Regions from separate parts of the Mus musculus genome. Here all the other regions are linked to region 4. The links are chromatin contacts, called in public HiCAR-type, HiChIP or PLAC-seq and promoter capture Hi-C maps. All regions are on one chromosome and are shown on one strand. Each heading gives the region's core, a stretch centred on a gene start, on an enhancer-like site or on the middle of the called end of the contact. The rest is flanking DNA. Distances are from core to core; before and after follow the strand shown.

Region 1 (2,700 bases), core at 36-2,535, 390 kb after region 4:
GGGAGGTGGTGTTTCAAGATAGGGTTTCTCTGTGTAGCCCTGGTTGTCCTGGAACTCACTCTGTAGACCAGGCTGGCCTCAAACTCAGAAATCCACCTGCCTCTGCCTCCCAAGTGCTGGGATTAAAGGTGTGTGCCATCACTATCCAGCAGTGGTAGAGTTCTTGTCTATCATACATAAGACCCCAGCCCTGAGAGAGACAAAAATACAAACCAAATCAAACCAAGCCTGTCCAGTCTCTGCTGGCCTGTGTAACGCAGCTGCCTGGTAAAGCATCCACAAATCCTGTGCACACCCCAGGAAGGGCATGCATGGATCATCAGGAGATGCCCCTCGCTGGACAGCACTCACCCTGTACACAGAGGACCCATTGCTGTCCTATGCTCTAACATTCTTTTGTATGCTTCAGGACTCTTTTAATCGGAAGTTATGAAAAACAGTGTTTCTGGACTAAGCAATAGTCACATTTTAATTTTTTTCAAATGCACATATATTTTTGTAAAAGAAGAAAACTTTCTGGTGACTTAATGTCTCTCTGAACTTTCTAGGCTTGGCTTGGCTTAGTGCTAGTACATCTGCAAGGTGCTCAGATCAAGCCCCAGCACCTAAAAAAAGAAGCTTTGAACTGTGAATAATTTCCTGCAGTCCTGGGGGCAGGGGTAGGAACCAAACTCATGGCCTTGACTGAGCATGCTCAGCAAGTATTGCACCCCCAACCATACTCCCAGCTCACACCGCTCCCTTTGGAAGCCCATACTTAGTGATGGAGGTCTCACCCAGGCCAGAGTAGCCTCAAACTCACTCTGTAGCTCAAGATGACCTTGAACACCTGATCCGGCATCACTGCCTCCCTAATGCAGGAGTCACAGAGAAAAGTCTCCATGCCCTAAGAAAAACCGATGTGTCTGTCTGGAGTGCCTCTGCACAGGGGATTTGCTGCTTCCTCTGTTGATTTACACAGTCATTTATTAAAGTCAAAATAGATGCCTGTGGTGTTTACTTCATACCTGGGTTGCCATTCAGGACTGATGCGCTGACACTGCCAGTCTTTCAGAGATGGATGATCCTGTCTTTACATATAATCATCTCCTTAATAGCCCTGTGTCATACCATCTTTTCTAATTCTAAGAACAAATTTACATCCTACTTCATTTTTGTTGCTCAAATGAGTCCATTTTTGACATTGGCTTTTGTGGTGGTTTGAATGAAAATGGTGCTGATAGGCTCAGAGGGAGTGGCACTATTTGACAGGATTAGGAGACAAAGCCTTGTTGGAGTGGGTGTGGCCTTGTTTGGGGTGGGTGTGGCCACTGAGGGGTGGGCTTTGAGGTTCCAGAGGCCCAGGCCAGGCCCAGTGTCTCATTCTCCTCCTGCTGTCTGCCGATCCAGACATAGAACTCAACTATCTCTCCAGCATCATGTCTGCCTTCATCCTGCCATGTTTCCCACATGACAATAAGGACTAACCCCTCTGAAACTGTAAGCTGGCCCCAATTAAAGGTTTTCCTTTATAAGAGTTGCTGCGGTCATGGTGTCTCTTCCCAGCAATAGAAACCCTGACTAAGACAGCATGCTTTTGGTGAACCCCTCTGCCCATAAAAACCATCTTCATGGGTTTTCTTATTGGTAATGTCATCATTTTGGTTTTTAAGAAATCTGTGCTTTCTCCTCTATAGGGACCCCACCCTCATCACTGTATGCAGTCATGTGTGGCATAAGGACATCCTGGGCAATGGCAGACAGAGTGTGTCAGTGGTCCCAGGGAATTAGGATGGAACTGAAATTTTCCTATTGCCTAATTATATCATGGTCATCATACCATCACTGTACAATGCATTAGTCAACTGTTTGGGCTGGTGCTGCTGTCAACAGACCTGCTGTGCCACAATGGTACATGCAGATCTATGCAGTGCGGAGTGTTCCTGGGGCTGGCTTACTGTTCACACCCTGTGGGTGGCACACCCAGGGCTTCCCATGTGCTAGGCAAGCTCTCTCCCACTGAACTGCATCTCCAGCACACACACCTCTCTTTTTTCATATTAAATCAGGTCTCACTAAGTTGCCCAGGCTAGACTCGAACCTGTAATCTCCCTGCTTTAGTTTCTTGAGTCGCTGAGACTGCAGGCGTGTGCCACTATAGTCAGCTGGGATTACTTTTTCTTATAGTTTTTAAAAATAACTGCATGTTGGAGTTATGAATTTCTTCCTTCCTTTGTTTTTGTTGTTGGCGTTTTGTTTTGTTTTGTTTTGTTTTGTTTTGTTTTGTTTTGTTTCTTCTTGAGCTCTGACTTTCCTGGAACTTGCTCTGTAGACTGGGTTGGCCTTGAACTCAGAGATAGGCTTGCCTCTGCCTCCTGAATGCTAGATGTGCGTGTTGCAGCTCTGCAGGGAAAGGCTTCCCCTACAGAAGTGTCACAGCTTTGCTTCAGCTGCAGCACAGCAAAAGCTCTGCTCAAGTGTTGCCACTTTACTCAGAGAGCTATCCTGGCAGTCAGGAGCCAAGGACTACCACAAAGTCACACCACACAACAAACCTCACACAAGAGACTTACTGGGAGGGGAAAACCCAGGAGGGCGGCTGCCTCTGTTCTTGTGAGAAGCAGCAGGGAGCTGAGCAAAGAGAAAGGTTTATGTGAGATTTCTTGGGGGTGGGGGTGGGAGTGGGGGGTGGAGCTTTCCAGGGTGAGGATTGGTGGAATT
Region 2 (2,700 bases), core at 129-2,628, 360 kb after region 4:
CTCCTCGGTGCCTCCCTGCAGGGTTTCCAAGTCCTGGTGGAGATGGAATGGCTCGATTTTGGCCATAAGTTTGCTGACCGGTGTGGTCATGGGGAGGACTCAGATGATCTGAATGAGCGCTGCCCAGTGTTTCTACAATGGCTTGACTGTGTTCATCAACTTCAGAGGCAGTTTCCTTGCTCTTTTGAGTTCAACGAAGCATTCCTTGTGAGTTTGGACTTCATGATTCTACATTTTGGGACCCATATACACCTAGAGGGATGCTGATACAAGTGTTAGGGGGTCATTTTTACCTAAAACTATGCATTTTTCAAACTTATCAAGGAGTGACTGCTTTATTTAAAAGCAACAGCATTTAACTTTCACTCAGTGAATCTAGCCGCACCAGGTTTTCCTCTGTAAACATAGAGTTGGCTTCTAAAGTATATGGTCTAAAAAGTAGTTAGAGATAGAAATTATCTGAATCTGCCGTGCTCCCCTCCAGTCTCTACTGGTGCTGTCTGCCATGTTTTCTGCTCCCGCTAGCTCCTTTGATGAAAGATGTCCTCTTCCTGTTTGAGCCCTCCGTTACTGTGTCCTCCAGCTTCTATCCCCTTATTTCTGACTGGCTTAGCATTTCTCCACTATGCTTCTTGCATTAGTATGTCTTTGACATGGGAGTGCTGGTAGTTGGGGTCAGGCCCTGCAATTGGTAACTGTGAAGAGGAGGTGCCATATATTAGCTGCCTATGCATATACAGCCTACATCCCTGAGTGAGCTGAAGTGTTCTCAGGGATGTCACGGTGAACTGTCTAGAGTTGGGTTGACCTCCTTTCTGAGACCATGTACCCCACTGTATCATTTTGTCTGATTGGAATTTTGCAGGTGAAACTGGTACAGCATACCTATTCCTGTCTCTTTGGAACATTCCTGTGCAACAACGCCAAAGAGAGAGGGGAAAAGCAGACTCAGGAACGGACATGCTCTGTGTGGTCACTTCTTCGAGCAGGCAACAAGGCTTTCAAAAACCTACTGTATTCATCTCAGTCAGAAGCCGTATGTACCCTTTAGCCTGTCTCTGTGATCAGCAGAAAGAGTTTGAGGGTGGGGGCGCATATGGGAGCTGGTTTGAGTAGTACTTGTTTTTTGTGAAAAACGTGTCAGCTGTCTCAAGGTACTGGTTCCACTTTTCCATTTTCCACCATTCTGTCTATGTAAGCCTATTTTTTGATAATGCCTGTCCATGACCAACTCAGGTTCAAGGTGGTTTGGGTGTAAAACACATCCCTCCTTTGTCATGAATCATTGCCTGTACTTCCGCTACTGCTCAGCGTAGTCCTAACACGTTTCCACTCTCTGGAGGAAAAGGCATTAAGGTTCCTTCTCTCAGATGGTTTGCGTAGATAAGAAGTATTAGCCAGCAGGCTCCGGCTACTCTCCCATGAGCCAGGCAATGGGACCCACTCAGCTCTGTCTCAACATAAAATTCTTTCTGCTGTTGGCATGTATCTATCTGTCTGTGATTCTCTTCACACATGAGAGCTGCCAGGCCTTTTAACACTTTGTTCCCTCAAAAGAATGCCTTCTGCTAACCAGAGAGAGAGAGGCAGTATGTCTGTGTATCAAAATGTATTGGTTTTCCCTTTGTCGAATGCAGTTTAAGCCCTTAGAGGTCCATGCAGGCTAATCAGAGGTTATATTACATTGCTGGGCAATTAATACACTTCGAATCACAGTTAAGTAGTTAGAAGAAAAGATTTACAGTGTCTCTCCTTCCCTTCGTTGTGCCTGCTGGGAAAGTGGCAGTAAGGGGTAGGAAAATACCCTTATTTTCACATGATTAATTTAAGGGATTCTATAAAATAGGTTTACAGCTTTCACTGAAGCCAAGCTTTAGTGAAACAGACACATTCACCATGTAACAGAACAATTCTTACTCGGTAAATCAGGCTGATGAAAGCCTGTCGTTCAGTAAAGACCAACTGAGATAGTTAATACGAAGTCTGCCTTTAAAGGACCCATTAGATTTTCATGCTCACGAGAGGCTTTTAAGTAAAGAGTATTGGCCGACAGAAACCCTGGGTCTATATCTATTCTCTTGGGAGATAGACCTTCATTTACTGGTGCCACCTCATTGTTGATCTGTGACCCAGCTGTGTTGAGTGGCCCACCTAGGTGTGTTCATTCTTGCTTTGTCATTCCAGGCATGTCTAAGGGATTTACTGGAACATGCATAAACCTGTGTCCTCCCCACCCTTCTCCTCAGGTGCTCTACCCCGTGTGCCATGTGCGGAATCTGATGCTGTGGAGCGCAGTGTACCTTCCCTGCCCATCCCCATCTACCCCCACAGATGACAGCTGTGCACCATACCCAGTCCCAGGCACTAGCCCTGATGAGCCCCCACTGAGCCGGTGAGCCCAAAGCTGATGCCACAAGTCCTAAGTCCTGAATGGTGCTCTTCTTTCTTAAGTGGTGGTATCCCCTCTCCCCTGCCTTCTGCCCTTCTTCTCCCTCCCTTCCCTGCCTCCAAGGCTGACCTTAGACTTGCAGTGATGTGTGTGTTCGAGTTACTGGCCTGAACCACGACATCTGGCTGAAGTTTAGTTTCTTAAGAAAGATAGTAAGCCTTATTTCTGAAAATGAATTGGACCTGTCCCTACATTATTCTGCCACCTGCACTGAGCGGTTTTTCGGTAGTGGAGCACATCTGTGGAGTCTT
Region 3 (2,700 bases), core at 32-2,531, 430 kb after region 4:
ATATGGGGAAGTGGGAGATCTCACATGGAGATGTTTGAGAATAACTTACACATTTGTGTTTAATATTTTTTCATTAAGAGGGAAAATAATAAAGAATGAAATTAGGAATGTGTTTAACTTGTTAGTTGAGATGGTCTCAGTGACATCTTAGATTATTTAGAGAGAATGGGATAAGGAAAAGAGACCAGAGTGGGAGTCTGCTACACTGCTCCAGAACTAGGACTGAGGGAACTATCCACATAGGATTCATGTATAAAGTGGGTGTTTAAACATCAAAACGTGCCATGCAGTGGCGGTGTACACCTTTGATCCCAGCACTCAGGAGGCAGAGCCAGGTGGATCTCTGAGTTCAAGGTCAGCCTGGTCTACAGAGTGAGTTTATGGACAGCTAAGGCTACACAGAGAAACCCTGTCTTGAAAAACTAAATTTTACAAATAAAAAAATAAAGGAAATGCTTTATTTAGCATGAAGTTTTCAGTATAACAGTGATGTTTCTTTTTTTCTAGACCTCAGTTTAAAAATTCTCCGGGAAGACAAAAAGTGTCCGGGGTCATTACATATTATTAAATGGTAAGTAAATTCTGTAAAATTGCCCATCAAACTTTATTTTCTAAAATCTTTTCCTAAAAAGAGAATACTTTATTAGCCCTCTTTCCTGAAAATTGTAGCAATTATTCAGTATTATTTTAAACTATTGATTTCATTTTAGAAGAAAATAGACTTATATAAAGAAAAAAAAATCCTAACTGCGATTATTCACTATATACCTTTGTGTTTACTACCATTCTGTGCTGGGAAGAGAGAGAACACTTCTGTGCTTCAGAGCTGTGTGTTATTTATAATATTCTATAGATATATGGGAATGGCTTGGGGTTTTAAAAGGTGGTTAAACAGAACGGGCAGAATGATTGTTAATTTATATACTGCAAAATAGAAGTGCAAACTAATTACATACTTGGATTTATTTTTTTGGCTGTTCATATGGGCTAAAGTGACATTGGATATTATTTCTTGACAGGATTCAAGGTTGTTTTGATGCTTTGGAAAAGAGATACGTAAGAATTTTTGAAAATTTACCTCCAAATTAAAGACTCATCTTTACTCCTTAAAAAAGTTTAGACATTTTATTTTGTAGTGTTTAACAGTATAGCAGTGCTTGCTTTTTTATTTGTTAGTCGATTTTCTTTTATTTTGTCTGTGTCGCCTCACTGTTGTCTCCCTTACAACAAATAGAAACGAAAGCTTCGTTTTCCTTTTTATATACGCATATCTTTTTTAACCACAGAATTTCCTCTGAAGTCACTGGACAAGATCCACAGGATGTGGGTTAAGGAAGACAAGAATCTGGTAGTTAGCACGTTGAACATGTTCTAAATAGCGGTGACTCGGTTTGCAGATGGAAAAGAAGAAATAGTTAAATAATGAAGTTTTACTCTATTTTATTTTGTTAATTATAACTCCTGTGTATAACTTTGAACTTTTAAAAGACACAGCCCAGATTTTAAGTGCGTATGCTCTCTCATGCTTCAGTAGACACGAATGAAGAATGTGAAGAATGAAGGCTCAAGGTCTGGCTGAAGAGATGCGATGCACCTGAATGAAACCCCTGCTCCTATGCTTGCTCCATTCCCCCAAGTCTTCACTCGTCAGCTCCACGTTAAGCTGCAGTGAAGAGGCTTGCCATTGTGTCAGTAATGTAGTCACGGAGTCCCTCACTCCTTCCCACCTTGGGTGAACAGTTACTCACATTCATTCCATTTTGACCCAGGGGACAGAGGGATACAAAGATAAGACAGATCAGGGAAGGGCTTAGAGACATGGCAGGAGGTGAGTGTTGCTCATATGAGGGCTAATGATTGCTAGTTATCTACTGGTTCAGCTGTACCTGTTGCTAAATTATTGGTTGTCTGGGGTCTGGGTTGAGAAAGAGACATTGCAGGATGAATTTGGCTTCTCGGCAGCGCAGCGGGATGGATTAGCCTCGGAAGTACTGAACACCTAGGAACTTTTCATAAGTTCTTTATTGTTACACAAAAAAGGCACTTTTAGCAAGACAATTTCCGCATAGCAAAACCTCTTATCTGATGTAGGAGTTGTGTGAAGGCCGATTACCTAAGCAGTTCAGTCAGGAGATTTCCTGGTTCGCCAGGTATGTCTTGGGACTAAGTTATGCAAAAACTCTGAATCCTTCAGAAGGGCAGCTCCAGAGATCTCAGCTAACCTGATCAAGGCCGTCCACGCGTGACAAGACCCTCTTTCACTCCAGAGATCTCAGCTAACAGTCCTGATCAAGGCCATCCACGCGGTGACAAGACCCTGTTTCTTACAAAGAAGAAAGGAGTGGGGGAAGAGGAAGAGGAGGAAGAGGAATAAAAAAGCAGGTCACTGGTGACGCAAGCCTTTAAACTCAGCACTCAGGAAGTAGAGGCAGGTCTCTGTGAGTTTCAGGCCAGTGGGACCTACTGAGTGAGTTCCAGGACTACCAGGACTGTTATATAGAAACCCTGTCTCAAGAAAACCCAAAGAAACAAAGAGTAGTTCAAGTAAAACCAGGTTTCAAGTAGCAAGTGCCCTTGGAAGATGTCCTGTTGAAGAACATGGTCTTACTAGTTATGAAATTCTGGGTACTTCCCCTATTGCCCCTCTCATCTCTCACAATTCCTGCTCGTGAACCACACTACATTCTTTCAGAAACTGAA
Region 4 (2,700 bases), core at 116-2,615:
GGGCTTTGGAACCCTCTTTTGACATGTGTGCCAGGTATACATGCAATGCACATATGTGCTGTAAAACATTTATATACATAAGATAAAAAAAAAAAAACAAAACTGTGGTGCTTTGACTAAGAACGGTCCCATAAGCTTATATTTGAATGCTTGGTCACCAAGGAGTGGCCCTATTTGAAAGAATTAGAAGGCTTAGGAGGTGTGGTCTTGTGGAAGGAAGTCTATCATTAGGGGTGGTTTTTGAGGTTTCAAAAGCCCATGCCAAATGGTTGTCTTGCTTTCCAAGCCTGCAGATCAGGATATAGCCATCTCTCAGCTACTGCTCCAGTACCATGCATGCCACCATGCTCCCTACCATGCTGATAATGGACTAAACATCTGAAACTGTAAAGAAGAAAAAGTCCCCAATTAAATGTTTTCTTTGATACGAGTTGCTGTGGTCATGGTGTCTCTTCACAGCAGCAGTGCCTGGGGAATGTATCTTTAAAACAAGTAAAAACTCTACAAATCCCCAGAAAGTTGAAATTTTCCTAAGCATATTATACATTTGATGACGTTAAGCTACAAGTACTCCAAGTATGTAGCTTGGAAATTAAAACAAAACAAAACAAAAAAACCAAACAAAGGAACAGAGGGTAAAATGAAAATTCTTGCCGGGCAATAGTGGCGCACACCTTTAATCCTCAGCACTTGGGAGGCAGCAGCAGGCGAATTTCTGAGTTCGAGGCCAGCCTGGTCTACAGAGTGAGTTCCAGGACAGCCAAGGATACAGAGAGAAACCCTGTCTCGAAAAACTCAAAAAAAAAAAAAAAAAAAAAAAAATAAATAAAATTAGCTTTCTATATGTATTAAGCAAGTTTCAATTCCTCAACCACCTAGTAAGGTAAGGACTATCATGAATTCTGTGGTTATTCTAATTCTCTTAAAAAGAAGTTGAAGGATCTGGCAGGCAAGTCGGGGCAACTTAAGCGGCCTCACTTCGTGTTTTTAAAGTTTGAAAAATATTGAGTCAGCATATATAATTAAGTGTCAAAAAGGAATTTCGGCCGGATGTCCCAGATACGACTGAAGCTCTGGTAAGACGCTATAAATGGGATCTCTCACTGACTGCAACAGTACCTCGTGCGGTGCAGTCCCGGCCTCTACAGGTTTCCCGGGAAAGGCGCCGCCCGCTCCTTCTCAACCAGTCTTGCTAGAGTAGGAGTATACTTTAGGAACAAAAGCGCTCGGAGTGACCGCATCTACAGCCACTCAACGCCGAGAACAGACCGGCGGCCCTCGTTCAGTGCAACTTTCAATTGGTGGAGTAGGCCTCCAGGAGGCGGGACGAAGCGGAAGTCCCGCTTCCTTTGGCGTTCCTGCCAATCACAGTATCTTAGAGAAAAAAGTGTTAGGGTGAGTCGCTGAGTAGCGTAGTGGGAGTCCGGAGGGCGGGGCGGGGCGGGGATCCGGCAGGTCGCTGAGGTGGGGGTTGGTAGAGGACGCTTCCCGAGGGCGCGCGGAGCGGAGCTGGTGACAGACACGCACGCGCGTGTGCGCTCCCAACTACTGCGCGGCCCCGCGACCCTCGGGGGTCGCTGAGAGGCCCGGCGTCGGCGCCGCAGCCGTCTAGGATTTCTGTCCAAAGGCGTCCCTGGCGTCCCCAGCCCGAAGCTCCAAGCTCGGGGCTGCGCGTGCTTTTGCCGGCATCTCCCCCCGACCCCCCCGTCGTCAGAGACTGTCCCTTAACTCATCTTTCCGCACCCACAGCCGGGTCCTCGCGGCCCATGCTGGCCGCTGGGGACCCAGGCAGCCTAGGTCTGTCTCGGGCCGGCCAGCCGGCCACCATGGTGGCCCTGAGGCCTGTGCAGCTACTCCAGGGGGGCTAAGAGACCCAGAACGCGGGCCTAGGGGTGAGGGGATCCAAGGCCGGTACCTCGCGCCATGGCCGGAGCCATCGCTTCTCGCATGAGCTTCAGCTCACTCAAGAGGAAGCAGCCCAAGACATTCACGGTGCGGATCGTCACCATGGACGCCGAGATGGAGTTCAACTGCGAGGTAACCGGCCGCCGACCCCGACGGGCTGTGAGTGGAGAGCCGCGGAATCTCTGCCTGTCTGGTGGCAGCGACGCGGGTCCCTACCCATGGGGTGCCCTCGCTGTGGTGACAGTCGAAGTGCAAGCTTAAGGGATTCCGTATATATCATTATCTGGAACCGGAAGAGGCTTTCTAGGGCCAGATCACAAGTTAAAGCTAGTTGTTTGTTTGCTTGTTTGTTAAAGTGGGGTTCTTGGTTTTGGCATTTCCCGAAGGTTATTTTCATTCATTTGTTATTGGGAAACACTGGAATCTTCCGTAGAAACGAACCGGTGTGCAGTGTGTAGAACTCGCGCCTAAAACTCCAGGGAGTTTTTCGCTAGGTATTAACTGTGTACCCTAGGTCTTAAAAGTTACATCTAGTTATATTGGAAGCTCGTACTTTTCCCTGTTCCAAAATTTTCAGTTTCTGGAAAAAACTCTTTGAGGAAAGAGTGTCTTACATTTACTCTTTATAGTTTCTAACATGATGATAATAGCTATCATTTTGTTGAAGAGTGTGTATGTGAGTGAGTGTGTGTGTGTGTGTGTGTGTGTGTGTTTGTGTTTTCAGGGCCTTGTGTATGCTAGGCATGCACCCCATCACTGGGTTGTATCCACAACCCTGAACACTTGCTAAGTGTC
Region 5 (2,700 bases), core at 180-2,679, 270 kb after region 4:
TTTGTAGACCAGACTGGCCTCAAACTCAGAGATCAAGGGGTGCACCACTGTGCCTGGTTTATTTTACTTTATTTTTTTAATTAATTTATTTATTATATGTAAGTACACTATAGCTGTCTTCAGACACTCCAGAAGAGGGTGCCAAATCTCGTTACCGATGGTTGTGAGCTAACATGTGGTTGCTGGGATTTGAACTCAGTGAACTACCATGTGGTTGCTGGGATTTGAACTCAGGACCTTCGGAAGAGCAGTCAGTGCTCTTAACCGCCGAGCCATCTCTCCAGCCCTTATTTTTTTTTAACTTTCTCTAAGAACTACTGTTCTTTCTTTCTTCCTCTTTCTTTCTTTCTTTCTTTCTTTCTTTCTTTCTTTCTTTCTTTCTAAGAAAATGAATAGCATTCTCTTATAAGGTATTAGGACTAGACTTTCTCCTCCATTTAACTGATATTCTTGCCTGATATGAAAAAGTTAATGACTTTTCTGTTTTCAGAGTCACACAAATTTAAATGCGCTTATTTGTATAGAATATACTCAAAATCAGGAAATTTTACAGGACAGTTTTGAACACATGCATACAAGGAAACCTTGTAAAATTCTCCTGTCTGCTGTATTACTTCTTTCTTTTGGGGGGGGCATTTTTTAAAATTAGGTATTTATTTCATTTACATTTCCAATGCTATCCCAAAAGCCCCCCACATGCTCCCCCACCCACTCCCCCACCCACCCACCCCCACTTCTTGGTCCTGGCATTCCCCTGTACTGAGGCATATAAAGTTTGCACGACCAATGGGCCTCTCTTTCTACTGATGGCCGACTAGGCCATCTTCTGATACATATGCTGCTAGAGACACGAGCTCCAGGGGGTAGTTCATATTGTTGTTCCACCTATAGGGTTGCAGATCTCTTTAGCTCCTTGGGTACTTTCTCTAGCTCCTCCACTGGGGGCCCTGTGTTCCATCCAATAGCTGACTGTGAGCATCCACTTCTGCGTTTGCTAGGCCCCAGCATAGCCTCACAAGAGAGAGCTATATCTGGGTCCTTTCAGCAAAATCTTGCTAGTGTATGCAATGGTGTCAGTGTTTGGAAGCTGATTATGGGATGGATCCTCGGATATGGCAGTCTCTAGATGGTCTATTTCTTTCTTCTAACTCAAACTTTTTATTTGTGTATGTAGGGAGGTTGTATGTTATTAAAACATTTGAGTGGCTTGCTTGATATGTATCTGCATCCCTTGCTTGATAAGTACTTTAGGGAGCCTTGAAATGTGTTGTTTTACTCACTGTTCCCACTCTCCAAAAATATGTTTTTATGCTAGATCCAGTAGAAAGCGTGTTGGCAGTAGTCCAGATGCTGACTCACTAAGGAGCAATGGTAGATACTGAAGGGAATGACCTATCGCAGGATTCTATTTCAAAGCCTAATGCTGTGATTACATCAGTAAAAGGCAGCCAAGAAATCATGATGAGATCTTCCTTGTACCTCCTGGGAGTATTGCTACACAGAGGCAGGCCCTTTCACAGAAGTAGGCACTACTTTATATATAGATAAAAGCATTTTTTTTTTGCTACCAATCTTACATAATTTAAAGGTGAGCAATAAATTGAGGACTCATAATGGTGGTGCCGTTGTGGGACTGAAGGTGTCTTTTCCCTTTTCTGGACCTGGATGAGAATAGCCTATGGTGACTAAGGGTTAACTCAAGAAGCTCAATGCAGATCAGTTTTCTAGAGCTAAAGGAATATACTTAGCTACGTATCATGTTCATGCCAGACACTGTAGCCTCTGTCTCCTAATTAAACAGACTGGAAGAAACCAAAGCAAGATCAGGTCCTTTGCCTATTCCTATTGTACATTTTAGGAGTAAAAATGGTTAGAAAATGGGCTTGCTTTAATACCGTGAAATAGATACTACTAAATATGATGGTTTGGATTGGAGAGATTGCAGTTCCATCTTTAAATTTGATTTCATAGCCATAATTGGTTTTTGGTGGCCAACTAAACGTTTATAATCACTAGGAAAGTTTGTTTTTATTGCAAATTGGGATGGAAAGTGCAGGAGCATGCACATTTTCTGTTTAAAGGTGTCTTAGAGATGAGAAAATACCCAAATGACCTCAAAAGAGTTTTTCAGAGATAAACCCTAGTGTACTTAGATTGACCCATTTTTATTATGGTAAAAGTTTCTACTTCTCTGTAAACTATGTTAATCCTAAAGAAAAGTGTTAAGCATGATAGTATTTTGCTATAAATGAGATGTTTGTTTAGCTGTTTGATGTATTTCAAGTATACTGTTTGGGAATTAAAAAGTTAGTTTTCAACTGTTTTTCCAGAGTATGCTTCTCAAAAGTTAAAATTACTTTGCTTTCTTTAAGGAATATGTTATATCCATCCATCCATCCACCCACCTTTCCCTCCCTCCCTCCCTCCCTCCCTCCCTCCCTCCCTCCCTGCCTCCCTCCCTGCCTGCCTGCCTGCCTGCCTGCCTTCTGTCTTTCAGCCCTTTAGTCTAATTTCCCACCACAGATTGCCATCTTTCCTGTTGTTTGGTCCTGGTCATTGCACTGGGAAAAAAAAAAAAAAAAACTTAGTTTCCTTTCATCTGTTTTTTTTTTTCCTTTCTTTTCTTCAGCCTTTTCTATATGTAGTGCTTTGACAATGACCTTTAAAAAATAAAGTGTAGGGCTGGTGAGATGGCTCAGT
Region 6 (2,700 bases), core at 123-2,622, 470 kb after region 4:
TTAAAGGTGTGCGCCACTACTGCCCGGCTGTTTTGTTTGTTAAGGAGAGAATCACAAAATGAACTATAGATCTTAAACATACTATCTTTGTAACTTTAAATCTTTACTGGCTAGGTTTAGCAGATAAGAGGCCATTAATAGTTCAGTGAATTTGTAATGTACAGTAAGAGACACATATTTGAAGCATATTGTAGAAAACAAAACAAAAGGCCAAAATCATAGAGTCTTAAGCTTTGTGGGACACCAAGCATTCTTAAACATGGACTTAGTATATGTTGCAGCAATTTTTACTCCTTTTACACATAACCACATAAAGGCTTGTGTGTGTACATTCATTACAACTTTATTTATAGTAACTGGAAATAACACAAATGTCATGAGTACATCAAAGAAGCAAATTGGTGATGTCTTTGGAAAGTGAATTATAATTTGCAAGAAAAAGAAACAACTGATACAGGCAAATATAGGTATGAGATTTATAAGTCAGAATAAAGTCAAACAAAAGAACATATGAGTATAATTTTTAAAAGGTAAACTATGACTGGTCTAGTTGTGCACCCTTTAATCCCAGGCCTTGGGAGTCAGAGGCAGGCAGTTCTTTGTGAGTTCAAGAACAGCCTGGTCTGCATAAGTTCTAGGATAGCCAGGGCTACATAGTGAGACATATAGGAACTTTTTTTTTAGCATAATGAATATTCTGTATCATTGTAGCTATGATTATCATTTATCAAAACAGAAAGAGATATACACTTCAAATAGTTTAATTTTATGGTTCATTTCATTGTGTTTTTCCTCAAGGCCACTGAATTTAAGACAGGGTCTCACTGTGTGGCTCTAACTGGTCTGGAAGTCTCTGTGAAAACTAGATTGGCCTTGAATTTGGAGATCCATCTGCCTGCAGTTGAATGTAAAAGCATAGTATTTTTTATTTTAAAATACTGATTGGTTGTTTTTGTGTATGTGTGTCTTGAATACATGTGCACATGTGTGTGGTACCTTCAGAGGCAGGAAAAGGGTATCTGACCCTCAGGAGCCAGAGGAACAGGCAGTTGTAGGCCACCTGATATGGGTGCTGGGAACCAAACCTGGGTTCTCTGGAAGAGCAACAGTCATCTTAAACCCTAATTCATAGTGTTATGGTTACAGTTCAGTTTATAGTTGCTACAAATGTAGGACTAATCATGTCCCTCAGAGAAGGATCGGCTCAGTCAATTTTGCTAGGTCAATAAAGTAATGGCTTCAGCTCATTAATGGCTGTGTTTGCGTTTCTGAAGCACTCTAGCTAGTGGCCGCCATGTTAGACAACATTAACATAAAGCCTCCCAGCATCGAAAGTCCTGCTGCACAGTGCTGCTCAAACCATCTGGTTCCTCTTTGGTCAGCTTGTAGGGTTTCTGCCTGCTGTTGCTCTCACACTGCAGCCTTCCCTGACCGGCTTCCGGGTACTCTGCCAGTCTTGGATATCAAGATCTTACATGTCCTAGAAATATCATTTTACCCGTATGTTTGATTAAGGATATTGTTGGAAATAAAAATCTAGCATGTTAATTATCTGTCTTGGTAAATTTGGGGGACGTTGTTCTTCTGTGGTCTAGCTTTCTGTATTGCTGCTTTTTGGGAAGTTTCAGACCTTTCTGATTCTAAGTCCTTGTTCATTATCTGATCACTCCTGTCTGAAAGCTTTGTTCCTCAAGGTTTTCAAATTTTATAGCAGCTTCCCTTGATGTAGGCCTATTTTTATACATTATTTGTTCTGGTTACATAGTGACCCATTTCATTGAGGGAGGGCACTCCCTCAATTCTGGGAACCTTCTTGAATTATTTCCTTAAGGAAAACAATGTCTCATCAAGTTCATTTCATGTTTCTTCTTTGTGGAACCCCATATAGATATCAGATCTTTCGTATAGGTATTCTGTTTGTTAAAAGATTTGTAATCAGTTTTGCATATTTCTACTGTTCTTGTCCTGGGGAAAGAGAACTCTCAACACACTCCGGATTCTTTCTCATTTGTAGACTATATTTTCATTTCCAAGACCTTTGTTGTTTTTCTCTGAATACAGCTTTCTGATAGCATCCTGTTCTTGTTTGTGGTTATAGATTTGTCTCCTATCTTTGAAAATATTAATTACATGTATTCAGTCTAGGAGGGTTTTTTAAAGGGTGTGTTTGTCTGTCTGTCTGTCTGTCTGTGTATGTCTGTCTGTCTCTGTGTGTGTTAGTCTGTCTTCAGGCTCTTGTATTTGTATTATTTATTTAAATAGGGCTAACCTCAAATTTGGCCTCCCAAGTTCAGGGATTACAGCCATATACCTCTATGTCCAGCTTACGAGTCTGTCTCCCTCCTTCCCATCCACGTGTTAGTGTTTGTTTCTTCTGTTCTCTATCTCATCTCTCTAGCTCCTATGTTCACATTTAAGAGTTCAGAGACTTAAAAAAGTTCTGAAGCTTGCTGTGGCCTTCATTATATAATGACTTGTTCAAATCTTTGGGAGAATTCCCAACATCTGTGTTTTAAAGTCTTTGTTTTTCTTCATCAGTGTCCACAAAAGTATGCTATTTAGCTAAACAGACATGAGATGTAAAGGCCCCTCCCGTCGTGTGTGTGTGTGTGTGTGTGTGTGTGTGTGTGTGTGTGTGTGTGTAGGCTAGAAGAAGGCAATCTCTTGGAACTGGAGATATAGGCAATCGTGAGCCACTTG

What was found. Promoter capture Hi-C pulls out the DNA fragments that hold promoters and counts their contacts. HiCAR-type assays count read pairs that join an accessible place to other places. HiChIP or PLAC-seq counts read pairs in DNA pulled down with a chosen protein or histone mark.
Region 1: a HiCAR-type map of embryonic stem cells shows a contact between it and region 4, with 2.8 times the contacts expected there. The contact joins the enhancer-like site here to the promoter of Nf2 in region 4. A contact is called at or near these places in 1 of 39 promoter capture datasets (frontonasal cranial neural crest), 2 of 15 datasets of contacts at CTCF or cohesin (large pre-B cells and pro-B cells), 4 of 484 Hi-C or Micro-C datasets (CD4 T cells, the HL-1 cell line, pre-B cells and 1 more), 18 of 115 datasets of contacts at active chromatin or transcription factors (the 230-238 cell line, the SCID.adh cell line, bone marrow-derived macrophages and 11 more) and 3 of 9 other capture datasets (adipose tissue, liver and macrophages).
Region 2: a promoter capture Hi-C map of hippocampal neurons shows a contact between it and region 4, with 3 times the contacts expected there. The contact joins the enhancer-like site here to the promoter of Nf2 in region 4. A contact is called at or near these places in 5 of 39 promoter capture datasets (embryonic stem cells, frontonasal cranial neural crest, hippocampal neurons and 2 more), 6 of 484 Hi-C or Micro-C datasets (Th2 cells, brain, forebrain and 3 more), 13 of 115 datasets of contacts at active chromatin or transcription factors (the 230-238 cell line, bone marrow-derived macrophages, embryonic limb bud and 7 more) and 1 of 9 other capture datasets (adipose tissue).
Region 3: a contact with region 4 is called in a HiCAR-type map of Th17 cells, with 6 times the contacts expected there. The contact joins the enhancer-like site here to the promoter of Nf2 in region 4. A contact is called at or near these places in 6 of 39 promoter capture datasets (the C10 cell line, the HPC-7 cell line, cranial neural crest and 3 more), 3 of 15 datasets of contacts at CTCF or cohesin (the NIH/3T3 cell line, large pre-B cells and pro-B cells), 33 of 484 Hi-C or Micro-C datasets (CD4 T cells, the G1E-ER4 cell line, the N1E-115 cell line and 19 more), 25 of 115 datasets of contacts at active chromatin or transcription factors (the 230-238 cell line, the NIH/3T3 cell line, the SCID.adh cell line and 19 more) and 3 of 9 other capture datasets (adipose tissue, embryonic stem cells and pancreatic islet).
Region 5: an H3K4me3 HiChIP or PLAC-seq map of bone marrow-derived macrophages shows a contact between it and region 4, with 4 times the contacts expected there. The contact joins the enhancer-like site here to the promoter of Nf2 in region 4. A contact is called at or near these places in 3 of 39 promoter capture datasets (the SN4741 cell line, cranial neural crest and second pharyngeal arch cranial neural crest), 1 of 484 Hi-C or Micro-C datasets (embryonic stem cells), 8 of 115 datasets of contacts at active chromatin or transcription factors (the NIH/3T3 cell line, bone marrow-derived macrophages, embryonic basal ganglia and 5 more) and 2 of 9 other capture datasets (liver and pancreatic islet).
Region 6: an H3K27ac HiChIP or PLAC-seq map of microglia shows a contact between it and region 4, with 5 times the contacts expected there. The contact joins the enhancer-like site here to the promoter of Nf2 in region 4. A contact is called at or near these places in 1 of 39 promoter capture datasets (cranial neural crest) and 4 of 115 datasets of contacts at active chromatin or transcription factors (bone marrow-derived macrophages, embryonic stem cells, microglia and 1 more).

Annotation. Positions count from the first base shown.
Region 1 is chr11:4,462,961-4,465,660 of GRCm38.p6, reverse strand. No RefSeq gene overlaps it. Among named protein-coding and RNA genes, the nearest start is that of Hormad2, 23 kb to the right of the region's middle. Within about 2 kb of position 1,285, at least 5 of the 459 cell types and tissues checked have an H3K27ac peak or open chromatin away from gene starts, as enhancers often do. A contact at or near this core is called in embryonic stem cells, where this site is marked.
Region 2 is chr11:4,489,314-4,492,013 of GRCm38.p6, reverse strand. It overlaps Mtmr3 (myotubularin related protein 3), which reads left to right. Exons shown (of 19, transcript NM_001373897.1): 13 at 22-207; 14 at 866-1,036; 15 at 2,247-2,392. Among named protein-coding and RNA genes, the nearest start is that of Hormad2, 50 kb to the right of the region's middle. Within about 2 kb of position 1,378, at least 13 of the 459 cell types and tissues checked have an H3K27ac peak or open chromatin away from gene starts, as enhancers often do. A contact at or near this core is called in hippocampal neurons, where this site is marked.
Region 3 is chr11:4,422,627-4,425,326 of GRCm38.p6, reverse strand. It overlaps Hormad2 (HORMA domain containing 2), which reads left to right. Exons shown (of 11, transcript NM_029458.1): 4 at 508-571; 5 at 1,020-1,056. Among named protein-coding and RNA genes, the nearest start is that of Hormad2, 17 kb to the left of the region's middle. Within about 2 kb of position 1,281, at least 53 of the 459 cell types and tissues checked have an H3K27ac peak or open chromatin away from gene starts, as enhancers often do. A contact at or near this core is called in the G1E-ER4 cell line, the HPC-7 cell line, the SCID.adh cell line and 7 more, where this site is marked.
Region 4 is chr11:4,848,209-4,850,908 of GRCm38.p6, reverse strand. It overlaps Nf2 (neurofibromin 2), which reads left to right and starts at 1,365. Exons shown (of 17, transcript NM_001252250.1): 1 at 1,365-2,037. The coding sequence starts at 1,924.
Region 5 is chr11:4,577,575-4,580,274 of GRCm38.p6, reverse strand. All of the region lies in intron 1 of Mtmr3 (myotubularin related protein 3), which reads left to right. Among named protein-coding and RNA genes, the nearest start is that of Mtmr3, 16 kb to the left of the region's middle. Within about 2 kb of position 1,429, at least 82 of the 459 cell types and tissues checked have an H3K27ac peak or open chromatin away from gene starts, as enhancers often do. A contact at or near this core is called in the SN4741 cell line and bone marrow-derived macrophages, where this site is marked.
Region 6 is chr11:4,381,178-4,383,877 of GRCm38.p6, reverse strand. The region is part of intron 10 of Hormad2 (HORMA domain containing 2); the gene reads left to right. Among named protein-coding and RNA genes, the nearest start is that of Gm24803, 58 kb to the right of the region's middle. Within about 2 kb of position 1,372, at least 5 of the 459 cell types and tissues checked have an H3K27ac peak or open chromatin away from gene starts, as enhancers often do. A contact at or near this core is called in bone marrow-derived macrophages and microglia, where this site is marked.